Regions from separate parts of the Rattus norvegicus genome. Here region 2 is linked to region 1. The links are chromatin contacts, called in public Hi-C maps. All regions are on one chromosome and are shown on one strand. The core of a region is the stretch at or near the end of the contact, and the rest is flanking DNA. Distances in the headings are between cores, read along the strand shown.

What was found. A called contact is a pair of places that touch in the nucleus more often than the background predicts.
Region 2: a Hi-C map of Schwann cells shows a contact between it and region 1, with 3 times the contacts expected there. The contact joins the promoter of Ints14 here to the promoter of Dis3l in region 1. A contact is called at or near these places in 2 of 12 Hi-C or Micro-C datasets (the A7r5 cell line and Schwann cells).

Annotation. Positions count from the first base shown.
Region 1 is chr8:73,732,713-73,739,419 of GRCr8, reverse strand. Dis3l (DIS3-like exosome 3'-5' exoribonuclease) reads left to right here and starts at 3,893. Exons shown (of 17, transcript NM_001008380.2): 1 at 3,893-4,146; 2 at 5,561-5,714. The coding sequence starts at 4,008.
Region 2 is chr8:74,368,596-74,375,302 of GRCr8, reverse strand. Ints14 (integrator complex subunit 14) reads right to left here and starts at 4,170. Exons shown (of 13, transcript NM_001007663.1): 1 at 4,159-4,170; 2 at 3,101-3,392; 3 at 730-1,010. The coding sequence starts at 951.

The DNA of each region.
Region 1 (6,707 bases), core at 2,644-5,143:
AACTAGAGGACTGCATAGTTTAGTATGACTGTAGAAATCATCAAACTGCCTGATTGTGTGTACAGTATCTTGCTTTATTTGTCTGTTTTAAACACAGCCTTGCAACTGTGAGACAAGTATCTTAATATTCTCTACCAACTAAGCCACACCTCCAGCCTCTTAGGTCTCTTTACCAGAAACATACATTGGTAATGAATGACAGCTGACCTTGAACACTTTCGTTTGCTTCTCCTTCCCTGCCTGACAAATGTTAGGATTCTCACCTACTCAGACCCTTAAAGGGTTTTTTTTTCTTTTTTTTTTTTTCAGAGCTGGGGACCAGACACAGGGCCTTGCGCTTGCTAGGCAAGCGCTCTGCCACTGAGCTAAATCCCCAACCCCAGATTTATTTTTCCTGTACAAGAGTCCTCTGGTTAAAGAGAGGCCAAGCTCTGCTTCTACAGTCTTTCAGGAACCAAAGTAGACAGGGCTCTGCCATCTTTAATGTTGGGCTGCCAGTGCCCTAGGCTTTGGCATCCAGCTGGTGCAACACTAAGAGAAAGCATGTTGGTGGGGAGTTGGGTTGGGGAGTATTGTGAGCCATTCCAAGAAACAGTGCCATTATACTCTGACATTCTGCAGAATGGAACCCAGACACGTGGCCACCACCCATCTATCTGTAAGGGAGGCAGGACAGCACGGGTCATCTGAGTGCCTGGAGAAAATATGGACATAAATTTGGCAAAGAGAGTTCACCCTACCTACCATAAGGGATCACATATGGAAGCAAGAGAAGTAAGGATGCAGATGTGTAGAGATTCAAGCTTGGTTTGCTAACTTCTGGAAGGACTTCTTCCAAAAGAGGTAGAACACCAAAGAAGGATAGACAGTGAGCTGGGCTAAAGTTGTCCCGAATAATGAGGGTGAAGCTGGTGGTGGAGTGGATTGACTCATTCAGGGCTGAGGGGCTTGGCCAGAGCATTATGGTAATTTGTTTTTACATTCAAAAGGTTCTCCTGTCCACCTTCAGAGCTTGAAGAACACACCTCCTCTGGCTGTGTGGCCATGTGATTAGCTTTGGCCCATGGCAAAATCGACAGCATTTCTTCCAGGTGGAATTATTGGTTGGTGTGAAGCTTTCTAGAGGACTCTCTCCCCCTTTTCCTTTGAGCAACAATGTTCCAGAGAGATTCCCCCTCCACTAGCCTGGATCCTGCAGAAAGACAAGTGATGTTCGGTACCCATGCAGTATTCTTGTCCTAAGACACTGAGAATTTTTTTAATTAATTTTTTTTTTAGAGAGTTGGGGTTGAAGATAGGGTTTCTCCCTGCAACTTTGGTTGTCCTGGAACTGGACACAAAATTCTGTAGACCAGGCTGGCCTCAAACTCAAGAGATCCTCTTCCCTCTGCTTCCTGAATGCTGGGATTACAGGTGTGTGTCACCACCACCCAGGTAATTATTACATTTTGTGTAAAATATATGTGTTGTACAGCAGTTACCCTTACCTACTGAGATAACTCACTAGTGAAGAAACTGATTGTTCTTTGTTTTTTGTTTTTCAAGACAGTTCCACTGTGTAGTCCTGGCTGTTCTGGAACTCATTCTCTAAACCAAGCTAACCTTGAACTCAAGATCTGCCTACCTCAGCCTCCCAAGTGCTGGGATTAAAGGCATATGCCATCACCACCTGCCCAAAACTCATATTTAAGTTTCATATTTCTGTAACATAAACTAGTTTATTCTGCCTGATAGGCACTCTTCTGGTCCAGAGGTCTCAGATGGCCAATGAGACAAACCACCGAAACAACCAAGCAAAAGGCTCTGGTCCATTACACATCATTTCTAAGAACTAATCATGTTTCTCAACATAATGTATAAAGCCAGGCCTGGGCACATGGAATCCCAGCAGTTGAGAGATGGAGGGAGGAGGAGTAAGGAAAGAGATCGAGGCTATTGGCTACGTATCATGACCCTGTCTCCAAAAGACTTGAGAGAGAAAAGAGAGGGTGTAAGGAAGAGAGCTGTGGATATGGCTAAGGATATGGCTCAGTACTTACCCTGGAATGCACAAAGCCCTGAGTTCCATCCCCAGGTACCTGCAATCCCAAGACCTAGCTACAGGCAGAAGGATCAGAAGTTTAACTACATGGCAAATTTGAACCCAACCTGGGTAGCTGACACCATAAGTAATTAATTTGAGGGAGTGGGTGGGGGGAAAAAGCAATTAATTTGTATGTTATTGCCCCAACACAAACCAAGGAGATGTGCAATGGACATTGGACTACTGTAATTATTCTCTGAGATAGCATCTCATGCATCCAGGCTGGTCTCCAATTTACTGTATAGCTAAGAACAGCCTCGAACTTCTGATCATCTTGTTCCTACATCCCCAAGTGATGGGATTATAGGCCTGTGTGCCTCCTGGGGGTAGGGCGGTGCTCAGCAAAGAACCTCGTGCTTGCTAGGCAAGCCCTCTGCCAACTAAGCTCCAGCCTTGTTTTAAACACTGATAAAAATCAACTCTGCATAAAACCCTAGGTATGCTGTTCCTTAAAGGGTGGTTCATTTGCGGACAATTTCGAGCTACAAAGTGCTGAAGAGAGATATTAAAGGCAGATTAGTACCTAATCGAAGTCATTCCTCCAACCCCATAGCACCAGTGGCTTTAAAAAGATAGCAAGGGAACTGGGGAGGGACTGGTGGACAGTTATCTAAAGCATTTTTTTATGTAGAGAACAATTTTGGCTACTCAGTGTCGTCTGGTCTCTCTGGAACTGACTCCTGTGTTAGACAGGAAGGGCCTCTTTCTTTGTGGAGAACGTTAGGAACCCTCCTTGCACTGTCGCCTGTGCGCCAGTTCTACATTATTTTCCCATTTGTACAAGTTTACCTTGAGTTTCACCGAGTGATTTGACACAAAGGTACAAGGAGGAGGGGACCGTGACTCTTTATGCATTCCCTGAGGGTGAAATGAGAGGCTGGTCCTGGTTTATTTCAGCTGTACTGGAAGAGCCATGTGTTTCCAGTCAACTGGGTCAGACACATTAACCAAAGGTTGCCAAGCAGTAAATTCCTTAGGTGCAGGCCCTGTGTTTTACTCACCATCGAATAGATGATGCTTAACCCGCTTTGAAGTTGAGCAGTTTCTAGCTTGAACATTGGTTCTGAAACTTAATAACTAGGTATCCTTGGACACTTAAGCTCCTTTAATGCAGCCTCACATACGGTGAAATGAGGATTAAAAATACACGCCCACTCCTTTGATTTAAGGAAGCTAAATGAGACTCTCCTGTATGAAGTTGCTAATGTAGCTCCAGTGGGCCCAGTGCTTGGAGAATCGAGGCTGTCTGGTCTCCCAAGATACTGTCCTTTTTGTCAAACACTACAAGCACAGTACTTAGTGATCATATCAATAGCAGTTTTAAGAATTCCTTTGCCAGAGGCTGCCAGCGCTATAAAAGTTATACAGTGTTTACCCCAAAGGACTGGTTTTCATTTTATCTGTAGTGTTTGAATATTTACATGCATTAAAATTTAAAATAAGCATATTTTGAAGGGGAAAACCAGGTTTGGCTAGCAGGGTTACCAGTATTTTTTTGCTGAGCCTTTCAATTCTTTCAGATATTGCAAAAATAAGGATGAAAAAACTCAATAGTTATTACCTCTGTTAATATGGCAAGCCCTTCCCACACCGGCCTGTGGGTAGAAAGAAAGTAAAAATAATCTTTTCACAAGGGAACTTTAGACTAGCTGCCACAGACTACCGTCTTACCCGCTGATTCTTTGGGTAAACAGTTTATCTACACTTTTCCCGCCCCGGGGCAACTAAGGCAAAGAGAGGAGTCAAAGGTGCAGGCAGGGCTGGGCCAGGCGTTTCCTCAGTGTAGGCTAGGTCGTTCCCGGTAGCGGGAACCCAAAAGCCGCCGCCTGCCCGGCCAGGCCGGAGGGGCGGGCCCCAGGCCTCGGCCTCGCCTCCACCTGCCGCCCGCCGCTTCCCGGCCACTGTGCCGGGCGACGCCGCCAGCATGCTGCAGAAGCGGGAGAAGGTGCTGCTGCTGAGGACCTTCCAGGGCCGGACGCTGAGGATCGTGCGCGAACACTATCTGCGGCCCAGCGTACCTTGCAACAGCCCCCTGTGCCCGCAACCTGCCACCTGCCGCAACGGTCAGGGCCGGGATGGACCGGGAAGGCCGGGGCGGGAAGAGCAAGGGAGGCCGGGGTCGGAGGAGAGAGGGAGGGTCGGAGGAGAGAGGGAGGCCCGGATCCGAGAGGGAGGCCGGCGCCAGAGGAGCGAGGGAGGGAGGCTGGGACCGGAGAGGGAAGCTGGGGCTCGAAGAGCGAGGGAAGCCGGGACCAAAGGAACAAGGGAGGCTGGGGCCTGACGTAGCGAGGGCGGCTGGGCGCGAGTAAAGGGAGCTGAGGCCTGAGGAGCGAGGGTGGCCGGGCCCTAGTGAAGGAAGCCGGACCCAACGAGACCGGAGAGCCGCAGCTTGTGGAGCAAGGGCGGCTTTGGGCTGGCGTCAAGGGCGGAGCCAGACCCTCGCGGACCGTAGGCAGCCGAAGCGAGCAAAGCAGTCTGGGCAGCCCAGGAGACGCCCTGGAGCGTCCGCAGTGCGTCCGGTCGTCCTTCCTAGTGATCGGAAGCAGACAGCACCGGCCTGCAGCTTCAGGGGCGCTCCTCTCAGGACCAGCCCACTGTAATGGCCGGGTCAAATGGGAGGCCCGAGAGCCTGCAGGCACCGGATGCTTCGGTTTTTCCTGGGGACCTGAGGGCGTAGGCACCTTCTTTCTCCCAAAAGTAGCTACTGGCATTGCTCCTGAGCTCACTGCTGGACTTTTGGCATTGCCTGCTCTGCTCCTACCAGTACGCAGACTCTCCAGCATGACAGCCTCTTTATCTTAGGACTAGGGACTTAGGCTGGGGAATGCTGGGAGCTAGACTTTCCCCGATTTTCAGGCAGCATGTTGCTGTTTGTTACCCCCGGGGAGATGAACCTGAGGAGGTCTTTTCAGAATACATAATCGAGGTCGCAGCTTGACCAAGCAGGTGTCAGTTGAGTGGAAACCCTGCCGCTGCCCATGGATTGTATAGCACAGCCTTTCTAGTATGTTTCTCTTTCAATCCTAGAACAGTGTAGCCATGTTCAGAAGCTTCAAACAGAACATCCTTGGAATTTTTAGGTACATACAAGTGATTAACACACACACACACACACACACACACACACACACACACACACACACACACATGTGCACTCTTGCTGTGACGGCTTAGTAGAAATTTAGCTTCTTCCAAGGATGTACTTGTTTTTAAAATATCAGTCATCCTCTTAAAGAAGTACTGGCAACAGCATAAACCATGTTGGGCTTGTATTTAATCACAGCTGAGGGGAGGGGGAAGCAATGAATCTGAACTTTGAGCCTCTACCAAACTAGATTTGTCTTGTCTTTTAAAAACTTCAAGGTGAAATTAAGATGAGAAGTTATTTTGCACACCGGGAGCACTGCGACATTGAAATAGTCATAAACCAGGTTTGAAAATGTTACCTAATCGCTTCCACTCTGAATTATGTTTCAGATGGGAAGCTCTTGTCTGCTGAAGTGACTCATTATGTGATCCCAGACTGGAAAGTTGTCCAGGATTACCTTGAGGTCCTGGAGTTCCCTGAGTTGAAGGGAATTATTTTCATGCAAACGGCTTGTCAAGCTGTGCAGCATCAGAGAGGCCGGAGGTATTTGTTTTGCATTATTTATTTATTTATTTATAGTACAGGTTCCCCAGCCCCCTTTAGAAAAGGTCCTTTGTTAGAGGGAAAGAGGAGGAATTCATTATTTTGACAGAAAGGATTTTTGAAACTAATTTGGTATTCTCTTTGCTGGTGAGGAATGCAGTAACATTTTATATGTGTGCTTCAACACCTGGCCAAAAGATCTGGCTGTAGATCAATAAACTGCAGTATCCCCAGGATGGACATAGTTAGGATTCTATGGTGAATTGGCATCTGGTTTACATTTTTACGGGTGGCACAATCTTGTCTTCTTTTTAATTTTGCCAATGATGTATATTATTTAATATTATTCATAGGTAGATTGTTTCAGGAGCATTCCTTTCTTTGGAAAAGAATACATTTAAGTCTTATCTTCCTCTATTGTAGATGCAAACTGTACTTCCAGTGATTTATTCAACGAAATTAAAAAATAGCTCATTCTGATTTTTAGATTAGTCCTGTAACTATCAGCCACAGTAATTGTATTTGCGGAACAAAACATTTCTAATTGGACCAGTTTAAAATACTTGCCTTGTACCTAAGTGAAAGAGGTATTACCCCTTTTTGTGAAAATGCCCTAAAATACAGTTTGGCTTCATTTAATATTTGGAAACTTTTACGATCTGAACTTTTATGATCCGACTCTGAGAATAGCACGTTAGAATTATATTCCCAAACCCTCAGCACCCCAAGTTATTTAACAAGCAGAAACTGTATTTATTCTGTTTTTTAAGATGTTTTGGTTTCTTCAGACTTTGGTAGTAAAAGATAAAAGTTTTCTTTATTTGTGTATGAAAATGATAAATTGTCCTTATGCTCAGTTCAGAAAAAATATACATTAGCTAGAATGTACATGGTTTTTTTTTTCAAATTGAATATTTTAAAATAAGCTTGAAGTTGGTTTTATTTAGACACAGACATATAGACGTTTACACACAGCCAGGTTTAAACACTGCT
Region 2 (6,707 bases), core at 2,921-5,420, 640 kb before region 1:
GAAGAGGTCTTGGTTTCCTGGACCTGGGTTATAAACACTTGTGAACTGCCATGTGGGTGCTGGGAACTGAACCCTCTTCCTCTGCAAGAGCCGTCAGTGCTCTTAAGCACTCTTGGCTGCTGAGTCATTTCCCTAGCCCCTCTCCCATATAGAGTTTTTACATTTAAGCTAAGTTGATCCTTGTTTCCTAACTTGCCTAACCTTCATTTAAATTGTTCAGTTTAATTCCACAAATGCTCACTGAGGGCAAGTACTATGCTAAGCACTCCTGGAAACACAGATAATTTAAAGATGTCAGAAAGTACATTGTTTAGCACACCACAGAAAAGTCTGGAAGACAATACCTACTGGTCAAGGTTTTAAAAGTGTATCTTGGTATTTGTAAATCAGTTATTTGTCAGGATAAACATAATTTAAAATTTTTATTTTTCAGTTTCCTACGTTGTGTGGGAAAGCAGAAAGGAGAGAAGTTTAGACATAAAGATGCTGGATTTTAGCATAGAGAGCACTGTCTTCAGATTCCAAGACACCAAGAGCGGAAAATAGAACAACATCCTTATCTCAGGGCTCTGCCGGAGGGAAGTTAAGACCTTGTGAACCTTGTTTTGTTAGATTGTATACCTACACACTTATGAAACAATTCCAAGTTCTAAAATCAGTACACAATCACAGTACTGTGTTTCTCCCAGTCAACAAAATATATCTACAATAGCTGGTTCCTATGCGTACCTGCAGAGTGTTGTAATCTCTCGTAAAGGGGACCATCAGCTCCCATAGTGATGAAAACACCACCAGCGCTGTAAACTCAAGCTTGTAGTTGGTGGCCATGTGTTCAAACAGCATGGTCAGGCCATGGGCAGCCAGGTGCTTCCGCTGGTACTCTTCAGACCCCTCGACAGACACGGGTCGGGTCATAGACAGGGATACATCCATTACCACCACAGTGGGCATGATGGAACAATTCTAGCACTCCCTCAGAGTGCAGATAGCCAGCTACAACCAGAGAAATGCTGTGGAAAACAAATGAGGTCTTACATATCCTGGGAAGGAATTTTTCTTTTCTTAACCACAATTTAAACCAATTTCCCAGAACAATGTGGTGGTAAGCACCACAGAATTAAAGGAGAAGGGAAGCATAAAGCCTAGTTCACCATGAGGGCCTCTCCTAGACACACCTACTAACCAGCATAAACCAAGGATATAAACTGAATTTATTAAACTCCAGTAGTCCTTGACTTCATACTTTCCACTTTTACACAACTTAATTCAATAAGTACTCCTATTTCATCTTCTTAACAATTTACTGAAGAACAAGCTAGCCAGGATATGGCATGCACTACTCAACAACTGATAACTTTTTTGGTCAGTGTCTTAATGAATATTGTGTTTCACATTTAAAATTATGAAATAAGATTCAATATAGAGAAAATTTTTTTTCTCAAGAATAAAGTTTCCTGGGGCTGGGGATTTAGCTCAGTGGTAGAGCGCTTACCTAGGAAGCGCAAGGCCCTGGGTTCGGTCCCCAGCTCCGAAAAAAAGAACCAAAAAAAAAAAAAAAAAAAAGAATAAAGTTTCCAGACACTCAAATCTGCTCATGTGGATTCAGACTGTTGATCCTCTATTAATCTGCAGATTCAATAAAATTTTATAGCCATAAGTAAAGGACACAGATTATGGATCAAAAACTGAATTAAAAAAAGCACTTCATATTGTGTGTGTGTGTGTGTGTGTGTGTGTGTGTGTGTGTGTGTGTGTGTGTGTGTAAACTGCATGAGAACTCATAAAAATCACATTGTAGGCCAGGTGAGGTGGCATATGCCTTTAATCCAAGTACCCAAGACACAGATTTGTGAATTCAAGGCCACTTTGGATTTCATGGTGAGTTCTAAGATAGCCAAGGCTATATCGTAAGTAAGACTACTCTGTTTCGAAAATCACAGAGGTACATATGCCTGTAATCTCATCCCTAGGGAGGTGGAGACAGGTCATTCCAAGGTCATTCTTTGCTACATAGGGTGTTTGAGGCTAACCTGAGCTATCTGAAACCCTGTCTCAAAGGACCAAAATGGGAAAAATCACACTGCATACATTATATAGAATTAGGGTAGACTCAACAGGGTCAAAATTTAGTGTTCGCTAATTTAACAAGAGGCAGACTGCCCGACTATAAATGTGTGACATTCTACAATTCCTTTTGTAAGTAGGTTGCTGGGAACTCAGCACATGCTAATTCGTGGAAATGATGTTAAAGCCTTTTTTTTTTTTTTTTTTTTTTTTTTAACAGCATACTGGCCAAAAATACACCTCAGATAGTGTAACATCCCATATGTCCAACACCAATAATGTTAATCCGTAGAGAAAAGTTTTCTTTTTAGACTCTCTTAGCAGTCCAAAGTGTTAGACAGTAGGAAAGAAAATCTCATTTAGTTTTTATTCAGTGTGTGTCTGTATGAGTGCCTGCCACACCTGAGTAGATTCCCTCAGAGGCCAGATTCCCTAGAGTTGGAGTTACGGGCGGTTGTGAGCTGCCCACTGTGCATGCTGAGAACTTAACTCAGGGTCCCCAGAAGTAAGTGCTCTTAACCACTGCTCCACTCGAGCCCCTGAAAGAAACATTAAATATGTATCCCTCTCTCTGCTTCTTTAAACAATGTTAAACATACTCACTCTTTGAGAGGTGACATGGCCTCACCCCCAACCCTAGCATTGCTGCCCTGATTTGCTACACACTAGCATTTTCCTAAGTCCATGCTGCCTAACAAAAATGAGTTCAGAACTGTATTAAATGAGGTGGCTAAGGGCAAGGATCACCATAAGAATTTGCTCCTAATATCGACTCAGACTTACATCTGGCACACAGTAAGTGCCCAACGAAATTCAACACACCCAATGAACTATCCCTATTCACAGCATGCATTAATTCATTAGGAAAATACATTATACATCTTAACTCTGTACACAGAAATACACTTTTTTATTTAAGCACAGACACCAGGGATTCCTGCACTTCTGCTCGGGTATAGTTTATCCAGCTCTTGTGGGTCACATTTAAAACCTGGAGGCCTCTATGGTTTTTAAAAGTTGAAGATCATGTCCTCACCTCTTAAGAGATTAGGAAACAGTTGTCTGGATCCAGTATCAACAAGCACTTCCAGTCCATGAAATTGCTATTAGCACGGCAATGTGTGACCACAGCTGTCGGTCTGGCCTTCTCCGCAGACACCTGGGAACTTGGCTCTTTCTCCGGACTGATGCATTTGTGTCAGGTCTCAAGTGCACTTCCTCAGCCCTGGCCGACTTGTGCCAATCCAATTTTGTTTTCAGGTTGTAAGCACGGGGTAAACGAAAGAATGGAACGTCTCTGAAGGTTGTTTCACTCAAGCAGTCTGGGCCTAGTCACAAAATTAAAAAATAAAATCTTTCATTACTAGCTGATAGTAGATAACACGATGTATTTCTCACTTAGATTGACTTTGATCTTCAAGTTTCTCTACACTGCCCTCCGCCTTTCCAACAGGTACCATTTTACAGACAATGTTTCGGATATCTGAGTTTTCTTTCTCCCAGACCGTCTACTCCGGAAGATACATCCTCGCCACCTGATTGCTCTAAAAGCCATCAATTACATTTATAGTTCTACCCTAAAGGGGATAATTAGCCCATTCACGGCAATTTGACTCTCAGGAGTCTCTCAGAGCTCCACTTCAGTTTCTAAGTGCATACACTTTGGCTTTTCTACCTACGAGTCCCTCTAAATTCTCAAATGATTAATATCTGAATGGATGGCCTGAAACACTGCATAGTTCATTTGGATTGTGACTGGAGAATAGACTTTTACCTTTAAAACGAGCCCAAAACGTTTGTTGTGTGGAACTCTCGGGGAGAGGGGACGGAAGTCTCAGGGTCCAGGGACGGAAGTCTCTCAGGGGAAGAAAGAACTCGGCCCCAAGCGCGAAATCTCGCTGCTTACAAGAAACACGCTGAAGACCTGGGCCACACAGAGGGAAGGTCGGTCGCAGGCCTTGGAACCAGCGCCCAGAGACGACCACCGCACGCAGGCTGCAGAGAAGGCCCGTCGCCCGCCCTATGCTGTTCCTTCCCCTGTAACCCTAACCGACATCCAAACACAGCCCTCAACACACAGATTCCCTGACTTACCCGGAGCCCATCTCCAGCCTCTGTCCGTCTGCTTAAACCTTCCGCCCACGCGCCATAGCCGGAACTTAAGGGCCGCGCGACACAAGGGAACCTGGAGCCAGAGAACAGCCCGGGCTGGGCTGGGCGGGGCTTCGAGCCCATGGGAGCTGGGCTATGGCTCCTTTGGGACACTAGGGGGCACTTCTTCTCTGCCTCTCGCCCAAGGATCCCCAATTTTACCCTGAGGCTGAGCCCTGCGGGTTTCTGGCCCTCCCTTCTTTGTCTTACCAGATTCCCTGCGTGCGTCCCTCCATTTATCTCTTCCTTGTCTTCTTACTAACCTGTAGACTCCTGGCCAGTGTCTAACTCACATTTCTGTCATTGCTTCTCAGTCACATCCTCTGCACAGTAGACAGAATGCTCTTCCTACTCTTAAAAAACTGCAATTCCCGACCGAGTGCTCAGATTGTAAGCATCTGGCTGCGCTGAGCCTAATTTGCATTGGAATCTTCGTTTCTTGTTATTTCCCTACTCTGAGGTTGAGAAGGGGGGAAGCGTGGCTCAATTACTGCTGTGGTGCCTGGGGTGTGTTGAGTGAGGGTTTTGCTTTTAGGACTCCTTGTAAGGCTTTGAGGATCTCTGCCGGCTTCTCTCCACTGGGTGTCCCTAGCGTAGTATATGCCTCTGGGAGTTCCTTGTGGGGATGGGAGGGTGAGGTGGGCAAACCCTACAGCCCAGGGAATGTCTGGTAGTGGTAGGCATCAACAGATGGCAACAGGTCGCTGAGTAGTTATAGTACTTCAGTACAGCAATTACAAGTGAGAATACAGAGTTCCCTAGAAGGTCTTAGGCATATGACTTTTTCTTTTAGCTTATGGGTTGCAATTGGGATAAGGAAGGGACACTCTTAGAACAGACTTATCGGGCTGGAGAGATGGCTCAGTGATTAAGAGCACTGACTGCTCTTCCAGAGGTCCTGAGTTCAATTCCCAGCAACCACATGGTGGCTTACAACCATCTGTAATGGGATCTGATGTCCACTTCTGATGTGTCTGAAGACAGCAACAGTGTATTCACATAACTAAAACGAAATAAATCTTAAAAAAAAAAAAAGAACAGACTTATCACAACTTACTCTGTGGGAGAGAGTGTTTATTGTTCTTTGCTGTTTCCTCCTTCTATTAGAGGTGGCAGAGAAAGCAACACCAGGTTCTGGGAAACCAATAACAAGGCCCCATGGCCTGTAGACTTAGTTCCTGTTCAGAACGTCTTTTCCCAACCAGGCTAGTCTCAACATCTCAAAGACCTTGCTATGCTTGAACGGCGTGGGATTCTAGGCAAGTAAAACTGAATACTTGGCCGTAATTTCTAACACACCCTGTCCCCCTTGTTGGGTGGGATCTTGCCAAGACTGTGCAGGCAGAGGCGTTATCTGTCTAGTTGTCCCTACTGTGGCTATGATTCAGCCATGGCTTGCTGTTCTAGGCCAGCTTAGATACATGGTCTGGTTTATGGTCTTACAGACTAAACTTAAGTTTATTAGTTTGCTCATTATTAATGATCTGATGGGTGTTCAGATTTTTGCTGTCTTGGTCCTGCTGAACAGCTGGCTGAATTTTCAGTGACTTAGAAAGGAAAAGGTCAATTTGTTAAAACTGATGATAAAAGGCAGAACTATTGAGAGGAGACCAGGTAACTCACGGCAACCATTACATGCTTTGGTACTTTTTCCTTGTTACTGGAGCCCCTGATCAGCTCCGAATCAGAAGATTGTTCAGTGACGAAAAGTCAGAGCACTGACAAGGGACAGAGTGATTCAAAGGCAATACCTTTCAAGCTTTAGGTGACTGATAAGTCTTTTCCCATCCAAAAGACCCGCAGTATTTACATGTTCCCACACATAACTTTAAAGGAAACCAATAAGTAACATTGCTTTTGTAATATCTCACCTCTTATTTCCTGACTTAAAACAGTGAACTGCTGTGACACAGGCTTTGAAAAGGTGGGGTGGTTTGGTCATAGTGTGCTTGTAAGACAGAAGTTAGTGACAAAATTCTGCACCCCATGAACTGAACTGGAATTTCTTGGTTTGTTCACTAAGTCCCCAAGACAAGATTTTCATCTATAGACAGAAAGGTTAAGTAGTGACTACAGAAAAAGTGGAATGAGAGGGAGAGATGGGGAGCCATGGGCTCGTTTCCCTATTGTGTACTTCCCTCCCCTCTTACACATCCGTGCTGGCCCACGGCCTTCATCATCCTTCCTGCTACATCTCGCCTGGCCCTGACTGACTCTCCTGTGTTGCCCAAGTTTCACACTCTCCCCTCTGTCCTACAGTTCTTCATCGCACTGTTTCCACCAGAGTAGAACTCTAGTGAAATCTCAGATATGACCCCCTCTTTAAAAACAAAACAACAACACCAACAAAATAAAAATGTCAAGACATTTTCTAGAGGTGGAGATGGAGCTCAATGGTAGAGTGCTTGCTTAGCATGCACAAAGCCTGGGTCCCATGTCCTGCATAAATAAGGCTTGATGGTACTCCCTTGCAATCCAAGCACTCAGGAAGT